Linked DNA regions of Macaca mulatta: region 2 is linked to region 1. Evidence: chromatin contacts called from public Hi-C data. All regions are on one chromosome and are shown on one strand. The core of a region is the stretch at or near the end of the contact, and the rest is flanking DNA. Distances in the headings are between cores, read along the strand shown. Region 1 holds the start of RAB33B (RAB33B, member RAS oncogene family). Region 2 holds the start of SETD7 (SET domain containing 7, histone lysine methyltransferase).

Region 1 (4,159 bases), core at 848-3,347:
CTCCACTATCTCTGCTTTCACCTTTGGGTGTACAACTGCAGAACTAATGGTGGCAAATAGGAAAAATAATGTTAAGCCACCAGGAAAGACAAAGAATCTTTTTAAAGGTACCAACTATGAACCAGGTGCTTCATATATGCCCTCATCTGATCCTCACAGCAGCCTAATAAGGTATTATGATCCCAGTTTTTCAGAAGAAAAAAACAGACTCTGAGAGGTTAAAGAATCTGCCTAAGGTCCATGGTGACCAACTATTTTGGTGTGCTCAATACAGGGAGTCCCCGGGATGTGAGACCCAGTTTCAAAACCTGGACGGTCTTGGGCAAAGTTTGTCACCCTAGTAAGGACACACAGCCCATTCCTACCCTTTCGTAGGTTCAGATTTGAATCCAGGTTAGTGGGGCTCCAAAGCCCACGTACTGCCCAGATTCCCTGCTTCTCCCAAACTGAACTCCCTTCGAACTTCAGAAGCTCCATTATTTTTCACCCCAAAGGCTTCTGGGCCAAACCTAATTCTGGTGAAAAATATTTAGCCTTTTATTCTATCTTTTCTTCTGCAAGTATACAAATCTTTCTAAACTCCCTAATACAAAGCACCCCCAAAACCACCACTGAGGGCTCATATGGGACATGAAATACAAATGTGAAAAATTAAAAGACAAAAGCACCAAAGAAAGGTTAATTTCTTTTAACTCTGCTTACTTCACCTCTACCATCATTAGCAGTATAACCCATTGGGGTGGGGGTCGATGATTAGGGAACTGAAAAATAAATTGTTCTTGCCTCAAAGATATGAGGGTAGGAATGTCTGAAGCAAGCCTGTTCTCCCACCACTCCCCACCAAGAGACTGAGGTAAAGATGATCTCTGATTTAAAGCAGTGGTATAAGGCAGGGTAGTTCCACCTATGTTTTAAGGAGTGGCATCAACAGGTGGCATTTAGTGGTGGCTTGCTATGAAGGTGTGTCTAAGGTTTATACCATCAAGAGACCTAAGCCTTGTCATTGATCCTCATTTCACTGTTGCATTCCAACCCTTCAGAACCTCAAACCTGCCCTGGGGCCTATACTACCTCCTCCATTATTACTGTCACTCAGTGTTCCCAGTACCAGGGACCCTCAATAACGACTTAAAGGGAATAAAGAATTAGGTGTGTGTCTGAGGTGGCATCGTGAGAAATGCTTTTGGCAACCTGAATAGGAACTATCACATACAGAATATTTCTGCAGGAAAACAGATTTTTCTAAAATCAGTATCATACAGAAACTACCATAGCAAAACTGTATGCAAGAGAATACCTAAGCACTTCCTCAAAGGCAATGAGCTTTACTTCCACAACACCTAAGGCACTGCTCAAATGAATGTTTAATAACTATTACAGATTAAATGAATTTTCCATGCTAGCGAACTGTCACTGTTTTTCCTTCGTTCATATTTCACTGACTCCCAGCACATGACACACAGTCAATGGGTCGGTAGATAAACCCTACACTCTTGAACTCAAGTGTGGTCCACGGACTAGCTGCACCTGCATCATCCGCGAGATTATCAAATCATAACGTGCATTTTCAACAACTAGATCCCCAGGGAAATCGCATGCACACTGAAGTCTGAAAAACAGTGTCTCAGAAGTTTGCAGTATATGAATCCTTCCAATCCCCAACTCCAATCTCATCAGCATGAGAAAAAAATGGAGCACACACACACCGTGCACAGGGCCAGCGACCAGCCCACGGTGGGGCTGGGACACCTGTCATCCCATCCTCCCCAACAGTTCCCCATCTGCTCACCTTGATCCGCTCCCCATCAATCTCCACCGCTCGTTCTCGGAAATCCACCCCTATCGTGGCCTCGGTGCGGTCAGGGAAGCGGCCAGCGCAGAAGCGGTAGGTCAGGCACGTCTTGCCCACATTGGAGTCGCCGATCACGATTATCTTGAAGATGCGGGAGCGGGCAGGAGGCAAAAACCCGGAGGCTCCTGACACCGCCCCGCTGGACGAAAAGCTTGCCTCGAGCGACGACTCCATCTCCTCAGCCATTCCCCCGACCCGCCCCAAACTGAGGCGGAGGAAAGGAGACACAGAAAGGCTGAGAGATTACGCCACCTCGAGCGCGCGCGCCCAGCCGGCCAGTTCGGCTGCGCAACTTCCCACGAGCCACCGCCCACCAGCCCCGAGCGCGCCTGCGCACCTTCCCGCCCCACCCTCGCGCGCACAGGTGTGGCGCCCGCCCGCCCTGCCGCACTGAGCCGCCTGCTCGTGGCCACACGCCACGCGTCACTCGGGCTGGCGCCGGTCTACCTGGGCAGGCGTGGGGCCTGTCGGGGGCTTTATGGCGGCGCGGAAAGCTAGCCTGCCGAGAGGCTGAGCCGAGCGCCCCAGGCCCAACGCTCTGGCTGACCTAGCCCCGCCACGTCCAACGTTCCCGCCCTCTGGAGGAAGCCGCGCAATCACTCCGGGGGCGGGGAGAGATAGACAGCTGAGAGGAAGGAGGTGCCATGGGCGCTCTCTCGCGAGAGGGCCGCAGAGCCGCCTTTGACGGGGGCGTGTGCCTGGAGAGCGACGGTAAGGATGTCGCCGGGCTCCGGCGTCAGGTCGGTTCCGGCACCGATGTATCGTTTGGTTGCCCCGGAGAAGAGGCAGGTTCCCTCAGCTTGCCGCTGGGGATGTGGCATCGGCTGCGTTCCCCACCGCCACCGCCTCTGTGAACTGCGGGAGTTGGGACGGCGGCCAGGGCTAGATGGGTGGGACGCGAGTCATCGCCGAAAGCCTGCCCGGTGCGGGGCGCACTTGGAGGCGAGCTGTGGGCCGCACTGAGTTTTGAAGCCTAAGGTCTTCGCAGGCGCATTGCTGTGGGCTGCCGGAGAGCAGGCTGGAGTTCGAGGCCGCCCACCGGAGAGCAGGCGAGAGTTCGAGGCGTAGGCACAGCGCATTTCGCTAGGCATCCCCCAAGTCCCCAAGAATATCCGCGTGATCCTTGTGACCACAGTTTGTTGGGTTAATGTCCCCAGCCCAAAAAGTAGAGCACATCACATGTCTGCCACTTGGGAGCATTGAACCTGGGAGTTACTAGGCGCCTCTGGTGGAAATAAAACTCATTATGCCCTAGTTATGTCTTAGTTCCTGGGTGACGCTGATGTGGCGGTTAAAGATTAACTGAGCGCACTTAGAGGTTGTCTTTGTCTACCTAAGGAAAATATCAATAGATTAAACCCCCAACCTTAAAGAATCTCCGTGAATTCTTCTGAGGACACGTCCTATATTGTCATACAAAAGGTCCCAAATATGCAAACAGATTTCCTTTTTGTTAAAAGTTTGTTTTGTTTTGCAGTGACATCTGTTTGAGCAGATGAATATGCCATTGGCAAAGTCAAGGACTGTCGGAGAGGAGGAGGACATGGCAGGCCTTAACTAAAGTGAGGGGGACAATTGAGCACTAAAAGTCCTAGGAAAGGAGATGAGCTGCTTATTCCGTCAGATGAGATGAAAATGTAGTCAGAACAGATGAGTGGTAGAACTTAAACATGCCCGGAGTTGCCAGGAATTTGCAAAAGCCTTGATATAGAGTAATTTCTGTTGCTGTAGAAAGACTTTCCACAGTCACTAATATACCAAGTTATGTTCGCTAGAGAAAAAGTTTACTTACCAAGTTTATAGAAATGGGGTGAAAAATCCTAATTACTTATCTGTGAGGTTATTTTCATGAAGATTAATCATCCAGAGACTATTAGAGAGCCTCGGAATATACTTCTTCTAATCTACTCTACCTATCCCATTCAAAGGAGGGACTCTGAAGATTTAAGGACGAAGAGCAGTTGAAAACTGAAAGCTGTGGTTAATGGGAGAATTTCAAGGATGGTGAAAAAAACTCAGCATCATTGCACCCCTGTTCTTTTTTGTATTGTGGACTTTTTAGTTTAGATCTTGGTAAGCTACATCACAAATTCTTTATGCAGAAATTCTTTATGCTAACTGTAACACACTTTTTGGGATATTGCTAATTTAGTCTTTGAATACTGTTTTTGCTATTTCATGATTATATGTTATGTCCTACCAGCTAGATTGCCAACTCTTGACTACTGACTGGAAGTTTATTGTTTATTCAGCAAATAATGAATTAAGTCAGTGAAGTGAGAGATTTCGTATGTAAGGATTGTTAAC
Region 2 (4,159 bases), core at 685-3,184, 110 kb before region 1:
CCCCCTTTGAGTAAGAGAATGAAGTATTTTTGCTGCTTTCTTTAGCTTTCAGCATTGTATTCACCCCTGAAAATCAACTGGAAACTGGGGAAGTATCTGGTATGTTCTAGTGCACCAGTATAATATGCAAGGGAGGAGGTGATATGTAAAAAGGTTAAATAAGAAAAAATATATAATTCAAAACCAGTGAGTGACCGAGCTCAGTAAATGATAGCTTTTTAAAAATCAGATATAAAATCCTGTTTCTGTGGTTCATGTTTGAAAATGATGTAACCTAAAGCGGCTCTTTCATCTTCCACTGCAGGTACACCTTCTCTGTTTAGCCTTGGACTCCCAGTATCTGCACTGGAGGACTTTAAGGAGGTCAAACCTAAGCCAAGAGACTTCAGAGAGGTGTAGACTAAGCTAGAGGGTGTCTTGCTTGAGCCAGAGAACCTGAGTGGTCTAGCCTAAGCCCCAAGGACCTTATGTCAATGTAGACTAAGCCTCTCTCTAATCTGGAGGAATTCAGGCTGGCTGGCTGGGCTCCCAAGACACCTCTGCAGGTGAGCAGCACCAGGACTCAACGTCTCCTAACTTCTGGTCCAGGGCCCTCCCCTTTCTAAAATAGTCAAAGGGGCTGAAATTCCTGGAAGTGTGTGGTACTAATGTTCCTAGCATTGTTCTCTTTTTCACAGAGGAAAAACTGCCTTTAAGAAACAAGCCGGCAATACTTGACAAAAATATCTACCATTTAAGCACAGAGCCAAAAACAAGGAGTAGTCTCCCGGGCGCTGGAAGTATTTTGAAATCCCCAAAGTCTCATTCATTGTTCAGAAAGCAAAATGGAACTACTTTTTTTTTTGCTCCCTCCTCCCCTCCATGCAGTAGCTGTTCTTGGCAGGTGCCCAGAGTGGCACCCGGTAATTCCACGGTACATTGTGTACATTTGCATCTATTTAATCGGCTATTTACAGTCGTCCTTTACCGCCACCTGTAAGAGGCAGCGCCATAATGACACTAAGTGGCTGGGCCGGAAGCCGGGTGCCCAGTGGTTTTCTCCACTTGAGGACGCCTGAATCTGTGAAGTGGTTGGCACTTGGAGAAACAGGGAGACAGCTGGGGACATCGCACTTACAGGGCGGGAGGCGCGGGAAAGAGGCGCGCCAGACGGAGGGTCCTTCCTTCCTCGTTAGCTCCACTCGGCGGCTCCTTTTCAATTACCACAGCCGCGAGAAGGAACCTGCCGAGCCTTCGGTGCGGCTTGTTTCCTGCCTGACAGAGAGCCCGCTGCCATTTGGATTTGATGCATTTCTGAATCACCCGAGGGCCTGGCGACCCGAAGGAGGGCGGGGAGTGGGGGCGCTGGGGTGGACCCGCCATCCTGCGGAATCCGGGCCAGATAACAGCCCCCGAGCTCGGGAAATCGGCTTGCGGATGCGATGCGGGACCGCGAGGACACCTGCGCTCCGGTGCGTGTCGCACTCGTGCAGCTCCCGGTGGCGAACGGGGTGATGTGGGGGCGAGGGTGAGAGGAAGTCCAGGCGCCAGAGCGTCAGAAACGCTTCCTTAGCTTCCCTGGCACTTTGGAGGTTGTCTCGAGGGGGCACGGACAGTGCACGGCGGACTTTCAAGTTGCTCCCGGCACAACTGGAGGCCGGGAGCTCGGAGCCCCCACGGGCCGTCCAAGTGTCCGGAAGAAGCCTGCAGCGCCCGGGACCGCGTTGCGCGCTCGGGGCGCGCCAAGCCGCGCCTAAGCAAAGGAGAAACGCTCACGGGCCAGAGGCGGGTTGGCTGGGACGCGGAATACGCTCGGCCCCGGAGCTCCTTTCGTTTTAAGGAGCCTTACTTCTGGAAAGGGACAGGGAACTGTCAATCAGCGAGGGAGGGAGCGCACCGGCGCTGGGTGATGTCAGCGGATCAGCTGCTCGATAACAAAGAGGGGGTATTACAGGAGAAAGTTGCAGCAGCTGCAGCGGCCAAGGCGACACACCGGAGCCTCCGAGGCGAGGGGCAAGTGGGCGAAGGGAGGGGGGACGACGGCTGCTGCCGCAGCAGCTGAAGGCCAAGGAATTGAAAGGGCTGTAGGGGGAGGCAGTGCGAGCCAGCCCCGACTGCTCCTCCTCTTCCTCCTCCTCCTCCAAACTCGCGAGCCCCAGAGCTCGCTCAGCAGCCAGGAGCACCCGGAGGGACGGGAGGCAGCCGCGCAGCCCCGAGCTGGGCAGGGTCCCCAGCCGCCATGGATAGCGACGACGAGATGGTGGAGGAGGCGGTGGAAGGTACAAGCATTTCTCCAGGGCCGGGGGAGGAGGCGCAGAGGGCCCGGAGCGCGGAAGGAGTGGCGGGCTGCAAGCGGCGCGGCGCCGGGCCCCGCGGCCGCCACTGTCCCTTACACGGGTGGCCGGCTGCCCGGCTCGGGCGGGGGCCCGACAGCCACGGTCACGCCGCCGGGAGCGCGCACTGCGCGGCGGGGCGCAGGCCGAGAATGGGGCTCTGCCAGGCCGGGGGCGCTGGAAAGGCACGGCCGCGCCATCCCGCCCGGCCACAGCCTGCATCCACCCTCGGAGTTGCGAAACCTGCCCCGCGCTCTGGCCTTTCCTCCTTTGGGCGCGGAGGGTGGGTGCACTCCTCAGGGCAGCCGCTTGAGGCCGGCGGACTCCGCGGAGCAATCCCCTAGCCCAGTTTTGGCCACCCGGATTCCCTCCCGGCCGCCAGCCCTTTTCTTCTGCTGCCTCTGCGCCCAGCGGCGGCCGCGGCCGCGTCCGGGTAGGTCCCCCGGCGCAGCGCACGGGGCCAGACCGGGCACGTGGCAGCCGCGGCCCAGGCGGTAGCGCTTCCGAAAAGATGAAATCATTGTCGGGCGACTGACAAGGCTCCCGACCCGGGACTCGAACGCGCGCCGTCCGGGAGGCGGGCGGCCCTCCCCTCCGCTGCCCCCGAGCGAACTCAGTCAGGCCTCCCCCTCCCCCTTCCTGCTTCGCCGGGGTGCAGCCGCCACGCTGTGCAGGCGCGCCGCGAGCCCGCACCGAAATTGCTGGGTGACACTTAACTTTCTGAATTCCATGCCGTTGGCTGTGGGTGATATCACCGCCTCGGTGTCGTGTTTCTCCGCCCCTTCTCTTCTACCGCCCCTCCCCCGACTTTTCTCGCCACTTTGTTTTGCTGAGTTTCTCCACCTTTTTTTTTTTTTTTTTTTTTTTTTGCTAGTTCTGAAAAAACGATGTGGGGACGTTATACAATCTCGTTGTTTGTATCATGGGATGTTATGATTTTGTAACAGCGAATACTGGAAAATACTCTTTAGTGTATTTATTTGGTTCCACTACATACAGTACGTCGTGATGTTTTTCAGTGTGGTGTGGTATGATACCAGAATGTTTTAAACCAAGCATGTGAGTAAATAATTTTTAGCTGTTTGTTGAATCTGGTTTCTGTCCGATTTGTATAAACACAAGTTCTGACGAAAGATAAAGAAAAAAGTGGCAACACTACAAATGCGTAAGGATACATGGTTGTTGTTACATTGGGAAAAATCAGTTTTAATGTTTTCATAAACATAATTCCCTTTGCAGTGCTTCTGAGGTCTTAAGGGGAGATTAAGCAGACTAACATTTCTGAACTCTTGAAAAGTATTCAATGTAATGCCAATATTAAAACTTATTTCTTCATCTAACTTCGAAGCCAATTAAAGAGTGTGTGGTTTTTGTTAAGAACATTTTCACCATGTTGTGAACTCACAGAGCTATTTATCTCTCTAATAAATAAAGCCCATGTTGGGGCTGACTGGAGCCCAGATACATTGATTGAGTTGATCCACAGGGAGCCTTCTCAGAAGTTAAAAGTTGTTGACTTCTTGTGCCTCCATGTTGTGAAAGATAAAGGAAAAATGATCCCAGGATTGTTAGGGTTTGCTTTCTTTCTTCAACATTTACTTTTACTTGTAAAAATTAAATACAAACCCTTGATTGCTGGTACTGTTCTCCGTGTTAAACCACATTCATTCCCCTTTGAAGCTGTTTACAAACATATGTCCAGTTGTCCACAGTCCTCAGGCTCCTTTGCAGACTGTGACCAAGAGCTTTAGAAATGTATCAGTATTGTTTCTGTGAGACTGTCCACTGGATTCGAAAACAGGGAAGTTTACATAAACAGGGATGGTTTTGTTTTATAGGGTAATCAT

What was found. Hi-C and Micro-C count contacts between places; a contact is called where the count stands out from the background.
Region 2: a contact with region 1 is called in a Hi-C map of liver, with 2.5 times the contacts expected there. The contact joins the promoter of SETD7 here to the promoter of RAB33B in region 1. A contact is called at or near these places in 3 of 14 Hi-C or Micro-C datasets (fetal cortex germinal zone, fetal cortical plate and liver).

What each region holds. Positions count from the first base shown.
Region 1 is chr5:148,335,282-148,339,440 of T2T-MMU8v2.0, reverse strand. It overlaps RAB33B (RAB33B, member RAS oncogene family), which reads right to left and starts at 2,097. Exons shown (of 2, transcript NM_001257437.2): 1 at 1,790-2,097. The coding sequence starts at 2,038. It overlaps LOC106998506 (a long non-coding RNA gene), which reads left to right and starts at 2,209. Exons shown (of 2, transcript XR_013417304.1): 1 at 2,209-2,563.
Region 2 is chr5:148,441,816-148,445,974 of T2T-MMU8v2.0, reverse strand. It overlaps SETD7 (SET domain containing 7, histone lysine methyltransferase), which reads left to right and starts at 1,934. Exons shown (of 8, transcript NM_001257503.1): 1 at 1,934-2,258. The coding sequence starts at 2,219.